Linked DNA regions of Zea mays: region 1 is linked to region 2. Evidence: chromatin contacts called from public Hi-C data. All regions are on one chromosome and are shown on one strand. Each heading gives the region's core, a stretch centred on a gene start, on an enhancer-like site or on the middle of the called end of the contact. The rest is flanking DNA. Distances are from core to core; before and after follow the strand shown. Region 1 has its middle 57 kb from the start of LOC100273950. Region 2 holds the start of LOC100280284.

Region 1 (6,675 bases), core at 1,007-3,506, 66 kb after region 2:
GCACACCGGACAGTCCGGTGAATTTTAGCCGAAGTCGCCGGAGAAAAACCCGAGAGCGGCTGGTTTGCTCTGTGCTGGTCTGGCGCACCGGACACTGTCCGGTGCACACCGGACAGTCCGGTGCCCCAGTCCGAAGCAGCCTTTGGTTGTACACAGCCACTCTCCACTTCTTTTCTTTTCTTCTTTCTCCTGTTTCTAACACTTAGACAAGATGTTAGTACACAAAACTAATGTACTAAGGCTTAGAAACATACCTTTACTTGTGATTTGCACTTTGTTCATCTATGGGCATATTTTCACATTTAAGCACTTGTGTTTGCACTCAATCACCAAAATACTTAGAAATGGCCCAAGGGCACATTTCCCTTTCAGACACACAACCCTTTCCTGTTAATACAATAGAACTCACATGCAAAAAGGTCTTGGTTCGGCCCGAAATGGCCGATAAAGGCAAAGGCAAGGGCATCGTCATTGGCGATCCTCGCATGACAGATATATCACAAAAGGAGATTGCTCGAAAGGCTTCGGACGAGAAGGCTAAAAAGTCTGAAGACGTCGGGGGACAGGCACAGTTAATGAACCAAACACATCAGCCTAGCCCGAGCATCGTAGATGGTCCGGCACTTACGTGCGGACAATCCGGTGCTCAGACAAACGGTCCGGCTAACTCAGCCGGACAGTCACCTATGACCAAAGGCGTCAATCTCTACACGAAGCAAGGAAAAAGACGCAAGGTCAAAGCACATATAGCCGGCTGATCAAAGCCGACCCTACTTTTGATCAGTTGCTCTCCAAAAATGCTAGCAAAAAGACCGTTCCATGTGATCGGTCAACAAAGAAACCCCGGTCACCTACTAAAACGAAACGGCCAAACAAAACGGCCCAAAAGGCGATGCGACAAGCATCGTCTGTTCATCCTATGAGATCAGAGTACTTTCTACCCGTTTATTCATCGTCGGTATATTGTCCTACCCAAATGTGGAATAGCATGACGATGAATCCATGGTACATGTATAGTCTCTTTGTCTATTCAGGCTGGGGGGCACCTCCATTCTATTCATTTTGATCCATTGATCAAATGGTCATGGCCGAGAAAGATACAATCCAAAACGGCCTTTATACATTGGTGCTTTATTGAATGATCTCTATTTTGAAAAGCCGATGACTTACATCAGGTTTAGTTCATATGCTTTTGGTTCGTCAAACTGCACCAAAAGGCAGGGGGGCATATGTTGAAGGCTAAAAAGAGCCTGGCGGACGGTCCGGCCCTGAGGCCGGACGGTCCACGGTCCGGACTGTCCGCGGTGGTGGCGCGGACGGTCCGCGTGCGCAGAGTCAGTTAGGGTTCCTAGTTTCTCGCGGGATTTGTTACCTAAAACCGCGGGATTAACTCGGGAAACAGTTGAAAACGGATCCAGACCTCCCCCTTTATATAGATGAAGGGCTACGGCCGATTGAACCGCCACCAATCGATCAAATCCAATCTATTACTCGTTTTTACCTTATGCATTAGGAGTAGTTCTAGTCTAGTTCTAGTTTAGCCTCTCGATCCCCAAATTCTCCGCCTCGCCTCGACTCTACGTCGATTAGAGGAGTCTAGGTCGGCCTGCCCGAGTCTAGACAACTCCTAGGATCTCTCCTCCCCGACAGGGTCCCTCCCGGGAGCGAGATCCAGGCGCCGCCGGCGATCCTCCGTCGCCCCTGCGCACGCGCGGACCGTCCGGCCCCAGGGCGCGGACCGTCCGGCCGTCAGGCAGGGAACCCGGGCTCCTGTACCAGGTCGCGGACCGTCCGCGCCTTACCAGAGAGCACCTCTGCCTCACGCCAGGTCGTGGACCGTCCGGCCCTGTGCCGCGGACCGTCTGCGCCTGGCCAGAGAGCACCGCCGCTGGTTCTTTTGAGTAATTGGCGCCCCCAAAAGGGTGTCAACACTATGAAAAAAAAAGATCTTAAGTATCAAGCAAACAAGTCAAGGAAACGAAGCTCAAGATTTAATTCCAAAAGGAAACCCTTTCTGCAATTATTTTTAGTATGAATTTCAATCATATTTTTGCTAATTTAGTTTATTAATAAATCCACTGACCCCTTTGTACGCATAGATTCCAGGATAAAACGTGCAATAACAACTTGAAAGCAACACCAAATAAATTAATTCAATTGTAATAGCTGCTGCAAGACATACCACGTCTTATCTTGTTTCGACGTGTGCAGAGCTGACGTTTCTGGGTTATTTTCGTCTTTCCACCAACTGATGGGCTGCACAATCTCCTTTTTAGCCCACCCAACCAGTGAGACTTTGGGCTAGATAATTTCTGTAGCACGTACAATCTGGCCCGTTCGATTCTATATGGAATATTTTGCATTGGATTTTTAGAATCCTGTTAGATCCAAACGGTGCCTAAGCCAAGTTGCTTCCTCTGGCCACAAACGGATGGCAGAACTAGCCAAACAGCAAACATATTCAGTTATACAATGCATCTGACTGCCCTGCTAGTGCCAGGAACCGAGCTCAAGGTCAATCAGCCTACAACAATCTGTCAAGAAACATGAAGAAAGAAAACTGCGATTACTAATAAAATCTTCAATGTCATATCCTCATGCGCAACGGTGGACCTAGAAAAAATAAAGAGTGAGAGCATATTTGTAAGGATAACCATCACAATTCAGAGCAGGGGCATCTAAGTAGAACTGAATAAAGAACCTCATGTCAAAAATCTATGCTATACTACATACAACGGAGAAATATTTGGGGTCCTTGACCTTCACTCTAAGTCTACTTGGGTCCGCCCCATGTGTACTTCTCAATCTTGATTGTGTATCTTTGGAAGAATCGATGCATACACATACATGGATTCATTTCACCTTTTCAAGATTGTAAAGTTACGACACCGAATTTCGTAGTTACCTTCTGTGTTTTTTATTTGGAGGAGATCATGATTTAAATATTTCTTTATAATTTGTTTGAGCCCTTAATGAATTTTAGTTTAAAAATGAATAGAAATAGAGCCGATCATAATTCGACCTGATCCTTAAATTTTATAGGCAAAAAAACTAGAGCCCATTACCACCCATATTCGGACTAGAACCTCGTCAAATTCTAATTGTTGTTTTAGCGTTTTGATGTTGAGGGGTGCAGATTTTGGTTTGTCCATATAATTTATATTTAGGGCCTCTTCGACATAGCTCTTTGGGCGGCTCCAGCTCCAACTCATCGTAAAGCCCTACCGTAAAAACGGCTTCCTGACGAGAGCCCTCAAGAGTTGTAGCCATTTTATTGTTGGAGCTAGAGCACCAAAAACTTAGTTTCTACCGGCTCCTATATTTTCCTCATACACCATTCAAAAGAAACACAAGAGAATCTGTTTATCCAAACGGATTGTAAAACGGCTCTGGCTCCTCTAGAGAAACAAGGAGCCAGAGCCAAAGCTGTTTTCAGAGGAGCCAAAACCCTACCAAAGAGGGCCTCATATATACTTTCACGGCTTCACCTCAAAACGTTGGCAGGGTGAGAGCCACCACTTGCTACGGTATGTGTTAGAATCCCGTTTAGGGTTTTTGGCTTGAGTCCCATTGTAATTACCTCACTACCCCTATGTAAGGGGCTTGGCTCAACTAGTTGGTCTATTAATACACTCCCAACTACTTGGACAAGGCATGCACGCGAGGAGGAGCATTGCGCACGCTAGAGCACGAGCTCCACGCGTCCCTACGTCTGCCACATAGCGAACACAAACTGCCACTCTCACAGGCACAAAAACGATAAGGAAACAGGCTCCCAAGCGTGAACCACTGTAGCAACATTGTTCTCCACACTCCTGGCTACCATTTCTATATAGCAATTAAGCTAATTAGAGGCTCGGTTTAAAAGTTAAATATCTCCAAACTTTGGTAAAATAGGACCGCGAAAATCAGTGGAAAATCGAAGTCTAGCCATGTCAAAACATGTCAAATGACTTCAAAAGTTTGCCAACTTTTTTACAGGGTGTGCCTCAAGTAATTGGAGTACTTTGATTTGAAGATTATTTTTAGATGAGCATGTCGGTGTTTGAAGAGAGGTAAAGAAATGGTCTTAAAAAACCAGGTTTTTCGTATTCCTTTTAACACATTTCCCAAACCTTCATTATGGTTGAACTTCACTTCTTTTATAGTTTGAGTCCTTATAATTAGTAGCCTTAGGGAGTTAAATACTTACTCCTTAGGTTTTTGTTCTTGGTAACATTATTACTCATTAAGCACAACATTCACTAAGCCACACAATCACATACAATTTAAGAAACTATCATCACATGAAATCAAGAGTTGAAAGACTAACCATTATAAAACTAAATTCTTCAATTAGGTTTACCTATACACACAAGCACTCAATGATAATCTAAAATTATATAACATATGTTTTCTATTAGTTCAAGCATAAAATTACTTCACAACAAACAGTAACCATTTAAGATTCTGGTGTAAGTGGTGAATGATTAATTATGCTTATGATGATACTTTCATGATACATATGAAATGTATGAGCATGCTGAATACCAGGGATGTTACATACATGGATAGACTGACGGTTGCCTGTCAGCTTCTCTTCTTGGGGAGAAAATGTTATTATGATTTATTTGGTGATGTGAGATATGGAAGAAAACGTGATATTTGACCTTTGATCAGCAGGGGCGGATATGCGTCCGTGGAAGCCTGGGCTGCAGCCCCGGTTGCGGCCCAGCTACAACAAATAGGCAGCCCGCAGCCCATCAGGTCACCGGTCACGTAGTCACACAGTCATCGTCCAGCCGCCAGCCCGCCACTACGTGTCAACGCCTCCCTCCAACTCCAGTCGGTAGCCGCCACTAGCCCACTCGCCTCGCGTCGTCTCGTGCCCGAAGGCCGGAGCACTGTCGCGGGCTCGCGGGCGCTCCCTCCTAGTCCTGGGCTCTTGGCCAGCTGGCCTCTCCGTGAAGCAAAGCAAGCAAGCAAGCAGTGAAGCCTGGAGTCCAGACAAGCAAAGCAAAGCAAAGCAAGCAACCGAGAAGGGGCGGTCGGGCGGGCGCAGACTGCAGACAAGCAAGTAAGCAAGCCGTGAAGCTGAGAAGACTGCAGACAAGCAAAGCAAGCAGTGAAGCCGTGAAGGTGCAGACATGTGTAGACTATAGTGTGCTATTGTTTGCTTAATTGCTTTGATTTGATTTGATTATAGGAATAAGATGGACAATTTTCTCATCAAGAACCAGAAGAAAGATGCTTCTAATTCTAAAACAATTAGGACAAATGAGAGCCGTGTAGAACAGAAGAGACCACATATTGAGCTAGATATGAATGATATAGTTGTAGATCCTGGCCTTAGAAAACCAATTGATGAGTTCCCCCATGAAATTAGAGATGATGCTAAAAGAGCTTATTGACAAATGGGCCCATGTAAACCATTTGGTCATACATTTCCATGGACACCAGGTAATTCTCAAACTAGAGGCTTTGTTGAATGTTGGTTCAAACAGTTTGATTGGTTAGAGTACAGTGTACAGAAAGATACAACTTATTGCTTTTATTGCTTTTTATTTAATCCTCCAAGAACCAACAACTTTGGTAAAGATACATTCACTAAAGTTGGGTTTAAGAATTGGAAAAAAGCAAAGGATGTATTCAAGGAACATGTCCAAGCAATTGATGGTTCTCATAGTTATGCGAGGAAACGTGCCCTCGATTTTGCAAATTAGAGACAAAGTGTAGCTCATGTATGGTCAGCGACAAGTGCAGCCGAAGATGAGGCATATAAAGCGCGTTTGTCTATCATGTTAGGCATTGCAAGATTTCTCCTTTTGCAGGCTCTTGCTTTTCGTGGACATAATGAATCTAAAACATCAAGCAATAAGGGTAACTTTTTAGAGATGCTTGAGTGGTATAGAAAAAAGGATCCTAAAGTTGCAATGGTCACTGGTGAGAATGCTCCTGGTAATAATAAAATGAGTTTCCCAAATGTCCAAAAAGATTTGGTTCGAGCTTGTGCGGAGAAGACAAGTGAGGCTATTAAAGCTGAGATAGGTGGTCGTCTATTTGCAGTGCTCATTGATGAGGCTCGGGATGCATCAATTAAGGAACAAATGGCTGTGGTTGTAAGGGATGTAACATCTTTTACTTTACATTTTGTTGTTTTTAGTTCTTTACTAATATTATTTTTCTTGTTTCACTTTTATGTAGGTATGTCAATGATAAAGGCCATATAATTGAGAGGTTTCTTGGTGTTCAACATGTTCCTGATACTACATCATCTTCATTAAAGGTAGCTCTGGATGATATGCTAGCAAGATATGGTTTATCTATTTCTAGAGTTAGAGGGCAAGGATACGATGGAGCCTCAAATATGAGAGGTGAAAGGGATGTTGGGGACTTGTTCTCAAATGCTATGAGTTAAAAACAAGGCAACACAGAAAATGTTAAACGATAAAGTCCTTCGTCCATTGAGGCATTATTTCCCTTAGGATATAACGATCTTCGGACGAAGGTCATGAAGGACGAACCTTCATCATCACAGTACGCATTAATGAAAGACGAAGCATATGAAACATAAAAGATAACATGAATAACCATATAACATTATTCATTTAACTTTATTATATCATCAAAGAGAAATAGAGTCAATATCGACTTATAAATGTACCTTCGGCTTGGAAGGAGATGACAGTACAAACG
Region 2 (6,816 bases), core at 1,296-3,795:
ACTATGTACATCAAAAGCTCCATCAGAATCACTGGCATTTCAGCAGCATACCTGTGAAATGTAAGCAGGTAATTGTTTAGTGGATAGAACATAAAATGAATTTTCTGTCGGCTCAGGTACACATATTTGCTTCTGTGCTGTTTTATTGACTCACCCAAGATCGTCCCAGCGCTGCTTGTGCCAGGAAAGACCTAATGGCAAGACCGGCCAGGACCACCAGTACCAAGGTTTAAACCAAGGTGCGCTGGGGAATGTGATGACACTGTTTGGCCCACAGGGGACATGCCAATGTAGCTTGAGATCTGCAGTGTTAAATCAAAAGGGTGGTTGAAATTTTCAGAAGCAATAGCTGCAGGCAGGTGCATTGGTATTGAAGCTGTGTAGCTGCAGCACTCACAGTAGTATGACGCATCCATTTGATAGCCAAGAGGAAGGCGATAGGTCCCATTGAGCTTTGTGCCATTCTCAGGAGGGTGAAACATTGGTTTGTCGAGCAAGTCTGGGTAGCACCCAACCAAAAAGCCTTGGTCAGCACCATCAGAGTTTTCACGGCCAGTCTCCAGGTCATGAAGCATGCTTCTGAATACATCAATAGAAGGCTGCAGATTGAAGAAGAGTCCAATATTAGTCTGGTTGGCCATTACATGTCTGAGCACAACATATCTCAGTGTGTGAGTTTAACAAGAATCAAGTTATGGATGGTGGGAATTTTCTTTTCAATGGATCATTCATACTGGAAGAAGACGTATACTTCAGCTTTGGGGGTACGCATGCTCAAATTCTATTAGTTTGTAACTGGCATTTTGACTAAAGAAGTTTTGTATGACATAGCTAAGTCAACAAGCTCTCACGATTTCAAGCAAAATGACACAGATTTTGGTTGTATCGGGACAGGTCACAAGTGGAACAACGAAAGTTCAGTACATACCTGGAGCACGAAAAGACCGGTGTGGAAGTAGCACGGGTTGATGAAAACAGCACAGAACTGTCCACATTGGAATAGCTCGTCTGTGTTCTGGAGGAAGATGTTATCGGAATCAATCATGACGACACGCTCGTAGTCCACCAGGGTCCAGGCATAAAGCTTGTTCAGTGTCAGCTTGAACCTCTTGTTGGTCCCTCCTAGGTTGCTCTCGTAAGGATTCCTGAGGTTCTCCACTATCAACACCCTCATGCCATCCTCTTCTGTCCTGCATACGTCCCCTTGTATTGTCAATAGGTGTCTCGTTTCATTTCGCATTTTGCATTCAAAATTCCTAGTTCGTTGAAACAAGTCTTCGTACGAAAGTAAAACAAGTAAGAAAAAAAATGTCCCGTTGACCCTTGTGAAACGATGAAGCCATGTCTTGGGGGACATTCACCGATCGCTATTAATCGTTTGGGACTGACTTTGATACCACCAATGATAAAAGACACAAAAGTGTTGGCTATGAACCTGGTCAGAGAAACTACGGAAAACATTTATTTTTGTACAAACGAAGATCCTCTGTGCAATCACTATAAAAGAAAAAGGAAAGTTGACCAGTGTAAGTGGGTAGCAGAGGATTGAAAAAGTACACGACAGGAAATAGTCAAAGCTTCAGAGCTGTGCATCCATGACAGCATATTCTGTGAGCAACTTTAATAACAAAGTAAGCATTGCAGGATGCAGTGCATATGTCTCGATGTGAGTGGCCGAAGATACCCCCCACAAGAATTTGAAAAAAAAAAACTAGGAGAAGCTTCCTCTCTGCAGGTGGGCCCTGTTCCACTTCCCGAACTAGCAAATCATCGTTCTCCCAGGTACCCGAAAACACGTCACACATCCCCTAGTCTTCGCCTTGAGTTTCTACACTGTAGTTTGCACCGCAACGAGACGCGACGCGGGTTTGCAGTGCGCAATAAAATTATCCGCAAAAAATAACCTTGGAAAGTCTTTGCAAGGAATGGCTTCGAACTCTGGTTTCGCTATTGGTCGACGGAGACGCGTCGGAGCGGACGAGGAAGGCGGCACTCACATTGCGCGGACCCAGTCGCGCGGCACGTCGGCGGAGGCGATGAGGACGCGGTCGGCGTCGGCGCGGACGCGGGGGAGGGAGCGCATCATGACGCGCACGGCGACGTAGAACTCGTAGTCCCGCGGCGTGCCCATGTACATCATCGCGGCGTACGCGTGGCGGTGGCGCGGCGGCGGGCCCTGCACACGCGCCAGGCCCCGCTCCTCGCGCGCCGCCGCGGTCACCACGAGCAGCAGCAAAAGCAGCAGCAGCGACGACGCCGTCGCGAGCGGGCGCCGCCTGGCGACCGGCGGCAGCCCCGCCATCGCCGCCGTTCCGCGGCCCCACTCCCGCGCGAGGGTCGGCTGATCACCGGCCGTTGACTAGCCCCGGCGATCAGAGCGAACCAATAGGCGCCGCGCTGGGGCCCGGCCCGGGGCGCTGCTTGGCCTTTTTGCCTTGCTCGGCAGTCGTCGGCACCACTGGGTATGTACGCCACGCCCGCGGATGGTGTTTGGAGGAGGAGAATCAGAAGCTGAGATACTTGGCTGCCTCGGCACGATGCTTCTGGTTGGCAAAAGCAAGAGAGAGGAGGAGAGAGGGAGGTCAGAGAGGGGAGGGGAAACGGGGCGGCGTTTATTTATGAGTTCTCGGAGTGAGACCTGCCGGAGTAGCAGATGCTTTCCCCTTGTCCCGGTCCAGCGTACGACGCCCGGCACGCCCCCCACCTGGTACGTATCTGACACGCGGGACCTGGTCTCCGGTCGGCCCCGCCCTCCAGCGACCGGCGACGGTCCGGGCAACAACGCTTCCGTTGTCCACTCGTCCCTCCCTCGGCTGCTCGGCATCGAACCGGACGGCGGGGCGGGGACGCTTTCTTGCTTCCTTCCTTCCTTGTACTGTCAACCAGCCAGTGGGCTTGTCCCGTTGTCCACTATTTTCGTATTTCCTTTTGTTGGTCTAATTTCAGCAAAACCGTACACAATGGCTTGTTTCATATTTAATTACAAGTTTAATGGTACATTTACAAGCTTAAGAAGTTTAGTTGCACATATCAAAACATAAAAAATTATTACAATGACATAGACATATTTAACCCTATAAAATAGGGGATGCGAAGCTGGTATATGTCACTGTTTTTAGGGTGGAGTTTGAAATAGTGGAAGAGAGAAGAGATAGAATAGGAGATCAGCTGAAGATGTCCTTAGTCACACATAAAACTGTTGATAAAACTGTTTTGCCAAATAGCTTTTTTTTTAAATTTCCAGCTAAACCAAAGAACGCCGTTTATGAAGCTATTTAAGAAAAGAAGGTAGATTTAACAGTGAGTCTGAGCTGTACCAAATGAGACCTAGGACACGCGAGACAAAGTGCTAAAAAGATACGTACTGTACAATATATCGCAGTTATAGCAGTGAGCACGTTCAATTTAATTTGCGACACGACAAGTTGCATCGTAAACCAGACACCGCCATATGACGACCGGGTGGTGTGCTGTGCTGTGCTGGGCTGGGCGGACTGCGGTGGGTTGGTGAGACGGCTCGGATGGACCACCGGACCCCGTTCTACACGCGCTTGCGAGTTGCAACCCCAACTGCGCAGGGGATATCATGGCTGGCTAGCCGATTGACCAGATTTTTACGCCTCAGATAGTCGGATCGGTTATTTGGTGTATACTATCCATGCAAGCTACCAGGACAGCTGGAGTGGATGCCGTTTGCCTGGGCTTCATTAATGTCGTTCCAATTTTGGCAACTGTAGCTGTAGCTCGAGGTCCCGTGTGGGAGATTTCGTCAGCACTCCCTAGTGTTGCGAATATGGGCCGGGAATATGCGCCGGGCTTTTCGGGTCAGCACGAACACGGTTGTAACACTCAAAATTGTTTACAAGGAATAAATAGCGAATTCCCTATTGTATGTGCCTTATCTGCATCATAAAAAAAAGAACACATATGATTGAGATTTATTTATTTAAAACCAATGGTATTAAAATAAAGAGGAAATGCATCATATTGGATTTTTGTGTGTGCATTAAACAAAATAATAATGATAATGATAATAAGATAATAATTACTAGAAGTTGAATTAAACCCTAAATCGAAAATAGGGTTTTGGAAAAAATAAAGAAAGGAAATATCACATAACACATGGGGAATAAATACTACACATAAATATATCCCCAAATTAGAACTTGTTATGGCACAATATAACCTAAGGATAAATTGGTCACAAGTTTGAATCTAAACTAGAATTTAAATTTGAACTTGAGAAAATCTAAAATGTAAAAGAAAAATAAAAAGAAAAAGGATAAGACACCTAACTAGGCCCTGACCTCATTTTCGGCCCAGTCCCTATTTTCTCTGCGCGGCCCAGTCTTTTTTTCCCTTGCGCGCGCTCGCCCTCCTGCCCACTCTCTGTCGCGTGGGACCCGCGTACCAGCCGCGACTCCGCGCTGGCTCGCTGGATCTCTCAGTCACGGGCAAAGCGGCCCCGTCTGTCAGAACCATCAACCACCTCCGATCGTGGCGCGGCTCATGCGGACCTGCTCGGACCCTGTGCTAGCTCTATTCCCTCCCTATCTCCTCTCCGCTTCGTGCGCTGGCGGTTGATGGACGGACTCCGAAGACCTCGGCCGTAACAAGATGCCGATCTCGCCGCTGGGACTTCGGCCGCTTGAAGCGGGTCGGTCAGCTCCCCTCCCCTCCGGTACGCCGGGGATAGCGGGATCCCGATCCGGCCAGGCGCTCCTCGGTCCTATAAGATACGTCCCTGGCTGGACGAATCAGAATCCCCTCTCTCTCGTCATCTACCTTGTGCCGTAGCCTCGTTCGCCCCACGCAGCGCCACCGAAGGAAAGCGTCGCCGTCCTCTCTCCTCGCTTGCCCTGCTGTTCGGAGGTTAGGCTTGGGATCGGGTCCAGGGCCTGCACCGAGCTGGAGCGAAACCATCTGTGGAGCTTTCGGGTGGAATCGACGACCGCGCAGCCATCAATTGCTCACCGGAAACTCCTGCTCCGCCGTGGGACATCCTCTGCCGCGGCCAGGGAGCTTCGCACCATTTATTCCGGTACAAGTCTGTCTCACATGTTCTATGTACACTGGATAGCGATTAGCATCGTTCCAATTTAAGTTCGACCGTGTGTTTGGCCGGATGGCCATCGCCGGGGTTTTCGCCGCCGTGAGGGTCGGCGGCGCCTCCAACCTCAGTTGTCGCGTTTGGGGCAAAGAACAGGAACCGTACGATTCTAGCCAACGGCTGAGATTAAGTTTTGCGTACCGTTTCGGCCGGGCACGCTGTGACCGTAGATCTGCGATCCTACGGCTCGGATGAAACCTGGTCTCATTAAATCGTAGGCGTCGGAGTTGGATCCTGTGGCTTTGATCGCGTACCGGTTCGCGTATACAGCAGTTTAATCTGGCGCGCCCAAGCCTGATCCAACGTCCGTGATCAATCCGTACCCTTTCGACCGCATTATTTGCATAAGAGCCCCCGACAAACTAGGAAAATAAACCCACCATCCTTCACAGCTGTTCCCTGTGCCTTAGAATTATTACCTCGAGACCCCTTGACTTTCCTGGAAATTGAGGCCCAATCCAGTGACGTGTTAAAATGAATAAATGAATTAGAAAAGGTATTTTAATACAAAAATAAACCCTAGAACTTGTAAAACTCATAGAAATTCCATTTTTGGTCCAAATTAATCCATTCCACTTTCTAAATTTTTGTAATTTAATTCTCTATCACGTAGTGTCTCTGTTTTATCATGACAACAGTAAGAAAATTAATTCCACACTTAATCCTATTTTAAACACATAAAACCTTCGGAAATTCATAACTCCTTAACCGTAACTCCGATCTTGAGAAATTTGCTATTTTGCCACTCTCAATTTTGGCTGTCTGTTATTATGCCATCCCGTGTCTATGACTAGTGGGACCGTCTGTGTCTATGATTTGTGGGTCCGATGGCATATTGGCGAAGCCCACTAATGATAATGGCAAAATTGCCAATGGCTCCTCCGATCTTAGTGGTTCCCGTTCCCACGGTCTCGTGGCAACGCGTAGATCATTATTATGCAGTAAGTTCTTATGTTTGGTGTGGTGTTAATTTTGTCTATACCATGTCTGTTTGTATTGCTACGACTAGCAGTGAGGTTACGAGGATCTGAAGTTCATCTTGTCACCTGGAATCTCAAGTCCCAGGCAAGTTGTGCCCTTGATCACTTCTTTTTACCCACTCATGTTCTAATTAATCATAATGATCTGCATAGGTTTAACTTTGATGGGACCCAATAGGTCACCCTAGTTTGTTTATCCTGAATACCTTGTTTACCCCTGAATCACTTGGGTAGTTCTGCTACTGCTTTATATGGTTTTGGGTTAATATTTCATTATATCTATGTTCCAATTATGTTGTTATTTTATTTATGTTCATGACAAGATCATTAAATGTTAATTGGAACATAGAGCTTAACTTGAGAAACACGTGCCACCACAAGGGTTTATGGACGCCCTTGGCTGACTAATTAGGAAAGCTAGTGGAGGACTACCTTACCCGAAAGGGGCAAGGGCAGTAGGGGAGTGGTCAGTGTAGGGAGGCCCTCGGGAGGATTTTGCTGCGATGGCGGTCCTGCAAGGGATTCCTGCATTGGAGCTTCCCATAAACTGTAGCGGGTTTTCTAAAGCTAGTGGAACTTTGTAAAGGCCTCGTAGTGTTACCCTGCCTCGCCTCCTCGGTAGAGGTGTATGGGAAGTCGCGATCCCTTGGCAGATGGGTAACATGACTTGTGGGTAAAGGGTACCACCTCTGCAGAGTGTAAAACTGGTATACTAGCCGAGCTCAC

What was found. A called contact is a pair of places that touch in the nucleus more often than the background predicts.
Region 1: a Hi-C map of leaf shows a contact between it and region 2, with 9 times the contacts expected there. The contact joins the enhancer-like site here to the promoter of LOC100280284 in region 2. A contact is called at or near these places in 4 of 25 Hi-C or Micro-C datasets (ear and leaf).

The regions. Positions count from the first base shown.
Region 1 is chr1:93,552,270-93,558,944 of Zm-B73-REFERENCE-NAM-5.0, forward strand. No RefSeq gene overlaps it. Among protein-coding and RNA genes, the nearest start is that of LOC100273950, 57 kb to the right of the region's middle. Within about 2 kb of position 2,257, at least 12 of the 20 cell types and tissues checked have an H3K27ac peak or open chromatin away from gene starts, as enhancers often do. A contact at or near this core is called in ear and leaf, where this site is marked.
Region 2 is chr1:93,485,941-93,492,756 of Zm-B73-REFERENCE-NAM-5.0, forward strand. LOC100280284 reads right to left here and starts at 2,546. Exons shown (of 5, transcript NM_001153212.1): 1 at 1,998-2,546; 2 at 929-1,190; 3 at 398-599; 4 at 155-302; 5 at 1-51. The coding sequence starts at 2,302. It also overlaps a transcript of LOC100283107 not described here.